2 separate regions of the Ovis aries genome follow, and region 2 is linked to region 1. A link is a contact called in public Hi-C data. All regions are on one chromosome and are shown on one strand. Each heading gives the region's core, a stretch centred on a gene start, on an enhancer-like site or on the middle of the called end of the contact. The rest is flanking DNA. Distances are from core to core; before and after follow the strand shown. Region 1 holds the start of BECN1 (beclin 1). Region 2 holds the start of MLX (MAX dimerization protein MLX).

The links. A called contact is a pair of places that touch in the nucleus more often than the background predicts.
Region 2: a Hi-C map of liver shows a contact between it and region 1, with 4 times the contacts expected there. The contact joins the promoter of MLX here to the promoter of BECN1 in region 1. A contact is called at or near these places in 4 of 16 Hi-C or Micro-C datasets (blood, liver, muscle and 1 more).

Annotation. Positions count from the first base shown.
Region 1 is chr11:42,580,718-42,584,161 of ARS-UI_Ramb_v3.0, reverse strand. It overlaps BECN1 (beclin 1), which reads left to right and starts at 1,704. Exons shown (of 11, transcript XM_060395652.1): 1 at 1,704-1,841; 2 at 2,116-2,244. The coding sequence starts at 2,118.
Region 2 is chr11:42,376,335-42,379,778 of ARS-UI_Ramb_v3.0, reverse strand. It overlaps MLX (MAX dimerization protein MLX), which reads right to left and starts at 1,557. Exons shown (of 7, transcript XM_060395649.1): 1 at 1,485-1,557; 2 at 1,039-1,075; 3 at 461-550; 4 at 86-192. The coding sequence starts at 1,526. COASY (Coenzyme A synthase) reads right to left here. Exons shown (of 9, transcript XM_060395642.1): 6 at 3,271-3,355; 7 at 3,012-3,109; 8 at 2,781-2,927; 9 at 2,292-2,680. The coding sequence ends at 2,621.

The DNA of each region.
Region 1 (3,444 bases), core at 455-2,954:
AGAGGCGAGGCTTGATCGCTCAGAGCTTTCGTGTAATAAAGTTTTATTAAAGTATGAAGGAGATAGAGAAAGCTTCTGACATAGACATCAGAAGGGGGTAGAAAGAGTACCCCAAAGTTTTAATTTCATTTTCATTCTTGGCCACAGCACACCAAGATGCAGAATCTTTCCCAACCAGGGAGCAAACCCATGCCCCCCTGCATTGAGAGTGCAGAGTCTTGACCAGTGGAAGGACAGGGAAATCCAGAAAGTTTAATTTCTAAGGAGTAAAAGTCAATATTTTCCTTTTTATTTCTGATTTTCATGTCATGCTTAGACAGCCCTTCTCTACTTCAAGATTATAAAAAATATTCACTCATGCTTTCATATAGTACCTTTAACCATTGTTTTATTTTTTGCCACACGGCTTGTGGGATTTTTAGTTCCCCTATCAGGGACTGAACTGGCGCCCTCACCAATGAAAGCTTATAGTGCTAACGACTGGACTGCCAGGGAATTCCCAATTGTATTTTTGACGCTTAAATTTGTGACTAACTTGGAACTTCTTTTGGTGTAAACAGTGAGTAGAAGATTGAGCTCACTACCATTTAAATGGCTCTTTGTACACAATGGAGTATTACTCAGCCGTTAAAAAGAATTCATTTGAATCAGTTCTGATGAGATGGATGAAACTGGAGCCAATTATACAGAGTGAAGTAAGCCAGAAAGAAAAACACCAATACAGTATACTAACACATATATATGGAATTTAGGAAGATGGCAATGACGACCCTGTATGCAAGACAGGAAAAAAGACACAGATGTGTATGACGGACTTTTGGACTCAGAGGGAGAGGGAGAGGGTGGGATGATTTGGGAGAATGGGAATTCTAACATGCATACTATCATGTAAGAATTGAATCGCCAGTCCATGTCTGACGTAGGGTGCAGCATGCTTGGGGCTGGTGCATGGGGATGACCCAGAGAGATGTTGTGGGGAGGGAGGTGGGAGGGGGGGTCATGTTTGGGAACGCATGTAAGAATTAAAGATTTTAAAATTAAAATAAATAAATAAATAAATGGCTCTTTGGTCCCACTCATCACTTATTAAGTAGATCACTTCCCCACTAACTTTAAATATTAGCTTTATCACCCACTAAATCCACCCCGCCCCCCATACATGGTCTATTTTTTAACTTTATTCTCTTCCATGGGTACTCCTGCACCAACACAAAAATGTTTTAGTTTCATAACTTTATATTCCAATATCTAAAGTGTTGGACTTTCCCTTATCATAACTGAAACTTTATACAATGAAACACAACAAGGTTTACCCCCTCACTTGCCCTTCCAAGTGTCTACCTCTTTGTCAGCGTTTCAAAAAAAACGCCCAGTTCTCCCAATGAGAAATTTTAAAAATTGATACCGTAGTGAATAACGAAAGTGGCTCCGCTAAGAAGTGACAAATCTGAAGAAAAGTCACTGAGTTAGAAAATGGTGGCGTGTCCAGGGGTTGTTTGTTTATTCGCTAAATTGTATCGGACTCTTTAGCGACTCGCTCCCAACTCGGTCGGGCCACTTCCGCTCGCAACACCAGCCCCCAGGCCGACGCCTGCCGCCTTTCCCAGCTCAGCCTCTAGAGGTCGCAGCTAGGCGAAAGCGGGTCGACCATGACTGACGCCCTGAGGCGCGGCAGTCATCGTGACGTCAAGTCCGGTCCCGGCGGAAGTCCTCCCCCGGCGGACCGGGAAGTAGCTGAAGGCTGGGCGATGGCAGTCTTGGAAGTCCCCCTCGCAGACAGACCCGAAGCCGCGGTACCCCCGCGGTAGACCGGATCAGGGTGGCGGGCTCCGGGTCCCGAGGTGAAAAGCGTTGGGGGCTGAACGGCTACTATCGAAGGGGACCTGGGAACCCTGACAGCCCCTATTGCAGACCCTCCCTGACTTTGGGCTGTAAACTGCCTTTGCCGGGTCAGCCCCGGAAGCAGGTCCGCTTGGTATCCTACCGTTCCTACAGGGAAAGGTGCAGGCGGGGATTTTTACCCCTTCACCACAACAGCAAGTCAGGTGGTAGCTCCGAACCCGGGGTTCAAGGGCGCCTGTTCTTCCTAACGTCGTCTCCTTTCCACCGCCGCAGGGATGGAGGGGTCTAAGACATCCAGCAGCACCATGCAGGTGAGCTTCGTGTGTCAGCGCTGCAGCCAGCCTCTGAAACTGGACACGAGCTTCAAGATCCTGGACCGTGTCACCATCCAGGAGCTCACAGGTCAGCGAGGCCTTTGGAAAGAGGGTGATCAAGATCGTTCAAAGTGGGCAGCTTTGGAGATGAAGGTCTTAAGGACTATACATAGCCTGCCACAAACCTTGTGAGCCTCGAAAGTTGCTTCATCTTTCTGGTTCCTTGTTTTCTTATCGAGAACATAAAAGAGTTCTGACACTCTGTGCTTCTGAGAGCTTTCTATAACAAGGAAAGGTCCTTAGTTTTCTGCTCCCGCTGTTTCAGAGTAAAGGATTATATGTATATAAAAATAAACAGCAATTGTGGGGGACTTGCCATATACCAAGTGCATTACATGTGTTACTTTAACCTCTATGGAGTAGTTCAGTTTTACTCCCCTATGCGTAGGAGTAGTAAAAATTTATCATTTCATCCATGAGGAGTTGAAGCTCAGTCAGGTTAAATGATTTACCCAGAAGCCAATAGTTGATAAGTAGAGGAAAATAGAGGAATAGAGTCCCAAATTCTCAAGAAGTGAGATGAAGCTAGGAAAAAGGAAAAGACTGAATAAACAGTTAAAATAAGCTCATGGACCTAGAGTCACTCTGCTTGAATTTAAATTCTGGCTATCATTTACTAGCAGAATGACTTTTTGCAAGTTACTTCACCCAATTTTTAGTTTCTAAGCCCCAATTTTTTTATTTCCTTTATCTGTAAAATGTAAAACAACCTCAAGGTGGTTGTAAAAATCAAATGTGACAGAGACCATAAATACTTCAGAATATGCCAGGGAAAAGTACTCAGCAAATATTAACAATTATTATCAATACCTGATTTCTCTTTTCTGAGGGGAATTAACTGTTTAATATGGGAAATTTTTAATATGGAAAATTTCAAACATACAGTCAAGAGAATAGCATAGTGAACTCCCTTGTGTCCATCATTCAGCTTCAACAGTTAGCTACATTCAATCATTCTTGTTTCCTCTATACCTACATTCACCTCCCATATCCACTCAGGTATTTTGCTCTTTACCTCTTTTTTTTTTAAAGGTAAATTTTCATACATTGACAATTTTTAATTGTCACGATTTTTTTTTTTTTTGCCTGCACCCCATGGCATGTGGGATCTTAGATCCCCAGCCACGGATGGAATCTCTGCCCCCTGTAGTGGAAACTCAGAGTCTTAACTACTGGATCCCCAGGGAGGTCCCTAATTGTCAAGATTTATATATTACATTGGAGAAGG
Region 2 (3,444 bases), core at 308-2,807, 200 kb after region 1:
CTTGCTTGGGACTGTCTGACGGGGCCAGGACAGAGCGGATCTGAAGTGTGCAGGCGCTCCCTGAGGTGCGGGCCTCCCCAATCACCTTGATGGCGTCCCTCCTCTTCTGCTCGGCCTGAGTGTGCGCTCGCCGCCGCCGGTCCTTGTAGGACTCCTTGTAGGATTCCTGGTGGTAATCGCTGTCCTCGTCATCTACGCTCAGGGTTGGGGGCAGGAAGAGGTCATTCTGGTGCCCAGTGGGGCCCAGCTAGCCCACTTTCCCCAGCTGGGAAGAACCTGGTGCCCAGAGATGGCGGATGGATACGAGAACCTAATACCCTAGATGACGTGAGAATGAAACCCTGTGTCTAGAACTAGGGTTCCAGCGCCCCCATGTGGAAGGCAGGAGCTGTCCTGTCTAAGAAAAAGACTAAAATGAAGGCACATCTGGTTCCCCGGGTGGGGGGATGTTGCCGCCTACCTGTGTTGGGGACAGAAGAGGCACTGGTGGAACCGATGCTATTAGCTCTGGACACTACACTCCCCTTGCGGGTGCTTTCTACAAAAAGCCCTGGAAAAAGAGAGGCTCCAATCACTAAGGAATAGAATAGGGGGAGGGGCTCTGCTAGGCTCTCAGACACCTGTGGGCCCAATGGCTTCCTGAGCCCTAAATGCTGACCTCTCTCCTTCAACCCCAAAGCCAGCCATCCTGGGCCACCCACTTCCTGTCGTGCCATGCCGCAGGGCTCCCGTCCCTAGTCTACACTGCTCCACAGGCCTGCACGGATACCTCCTGGCTCACAAAGCGGCATCTGGGCGTGATGATGGAGAGTGACCGGCTGGCCCTGTTTCCATCACTTCCCTGCTCCAGGGCAGAGGGAACTAAGTGTCACCCTTGATGCTTCCTGCCCCTGTCCTCCAGAGCCTCCCTCGCTGCTCAGGCCCGCTCAGCTTAGGGACGGTGGGCTGTGCTCAGGTGTGGCTGCCAAGGCCTCGCGAATCCATCGGGCTGAAGTGCAGTGTCCCTCCAGAAGTGAAGAGGGTGGGAGAGGCACTCACCAGGGTCCAGACTGTTGTCGCTGTAGGCATACTCCACCTGCGGCACCGAACAAGGGAGAAGCCCGTCAGGCCTCCTCCGCCCCTGCACGCGTGTACACACACACAGACACACATACGTACACACTTGGGGTGCGCGGGCAGTCGCAGGACTCCCCCCAAGCCAAGAGCGGCTAGGCCGCGGGAGCGCCGCCCTTCGGCAGGACCCCGTCCGCCCACTCCACGCCCCCAGCCCTCCAGTCCCGTCCCTTCACAACCGCGCACACACGCCTCAGTTGTCTTCCCACCTTGGCACACACAGGGTGAGAGATGTCTTCTCTGCAGCCCCAGGGCCCGAGGAGCGGGGGTAGCTCTGGGGACTGCAGGGAGTCCCCTAGTCTTCCAGACCCCCTACGTGCTCGAGCCCGACCCGCCCTCCCCTCGCCGGCGTGCGCGCCCACGGGGCTTGCCTTGACCCAGGGGTCCTCCGGAGAGGCGCCCGGTTCCGTCATGTCCGACCCACCGAACCGGAAACCTGCCTGCAGGCGGGCCCCGGGCCTGGAGGAAGAGGCGAGGCGCGCTCACGTGACCCAAACCCACCAACCCGCAGCCCAGTGGCGGGGGCGGGGCGGCTGCGCATGCGTGCACCGGAGGACAACCCCCACTCCCGGCTGCAGCCTAGCCTAGGTGGTGCCCCGCCTGCTGTCGGAGCTGACACTGGTGGCCTCGGGGCCACCTTCCTTGCTAGTCCCTGCTCTTGCTCAGCGTAGATGTTCCAGCCGCCGCGACATGAAGCACATTCCGTGAAACGGGGTCCCTTTAAGAGGCTTGTCAGCATAATATCGCAGCGCAGGCGCACCGCCGTGCCCAGCGGGCTCCCGGGACCGAACGAGTTTCCCGGACCTGCACTTATGGCCACCTCTTCCGACCCTGCCGGATGCAACCTCTGTGAGGCCAGAGGCTCGAGTAGCTTGTTGAAGGAAGCTCTTCCAATACCCAGCCCAGAGTCTGGCAGGATACTTGTGGAATTAAGAAAGAGCCTGTTAGCCAAATTACGGTACTTTGTAAGCTAAGGAAACTGAGGTGCCAGGAAAGTCCAGAACTTATCCAGAAGTGCACAGCTAGCCAGTGACAGGACCAATGATGGCCTTAGTCTGGCTATCTTCAGAAGCCACATTCTTAACCACTGCACTTCTGGCTTCCAGCTCAGGCCTGGGCCTTGCACTTGGGGCTCAAGGGTCACAAAGATACCCAGAGTCATTGAAGCAGGAAGCAGATACCATGGCAACATTCACCTTTAATTCTGTTACAAGTTCCAGTGTTTGCCCTGGCCCCAGCCCAGCATGGGTACCAAAGACCTGTGGACAAGAGCGGGACTAGAACAACACCAGGGGCCTGCACCCGCATAAGCTGCATCCTCAGTGTTGGCCAAACACCGGCAAGCTGGGTAGGCTTCCTGTGTCCAGCGGGCCCAGCCCTGCCCTGCCCAGCTTAGCTTAGAGCCCTCTAGGCCCGGGCTAGAGTGAGCTTCAAGGTTCCATCCCTCCTCACAGCTGGATCTCCTCAGCTCCAGGGGACACTTTGACCCCACAGAGAATTCTGTCAGTCATGGGCCTGATGGTGCTTCGGAGATGCGCTTCTGCAGGAGGGCCCAGGCTTTCTCCACCTTGGGACGGGCCAGAATGTCAGGAAGAAAACAGGGACAGGGTCAGATGGGTATTCACTGAGACTCCCTCCCACAACCCAGCCTTTTCCTGGGCACCAACCTGGCGCTGGGTGACATGCGGCTCCCACATGGTGCTCAGCACCACATGGCTCTGATCCACAAGCTGCTGCCCACTCATCTGGCTCTGCAGCCTGCTCTGAGCCGCAGCCTCACTCAGGCCATCCCTCTCCACGATGCGTCGTATGGCCTGGGCAGACAGGGCATTCGTCAGCCCACTGGTTCTGGGCAGGAACCGGGCTACAGTGATGGAGTAGGGGTGGGATCCAGATACCTCGGTCTCAGGGATGACAACCGTCCACACCTCATGCACCATGTTCTGCCAGCCGGCTTCAAGCAGCATGGCGGCATCAATCACGCACACACGCTTTCCTGTGGGGAGACCCCAGTCACTGCCAGCAGCACCCCACCACTTGCTACCAGTCATAGAGCCAAGAAAATGTAGTCCCAGGGAAAGTGGATGGTCTGATTTAGGGTGGGGGAGCTCTGGGGGGAGAATCTTCTCCACTTGTTTCCCTGGGCTGCTCACTCACCCTCAGCCATAGCCTGATCCATCTCCTCTCTGGCCAGCTTTGCGATAACTGGCCACATAATGTCCGTGAGTATCTTCAGCTGCTTCTAAGGAAGGGAATGGAAGGGGTGGACCAAGTTCACCTTCCCCCAGAGATGGAGCCAGCCCGAGGGAGCAGGTGGTGGGAACAGGTGAT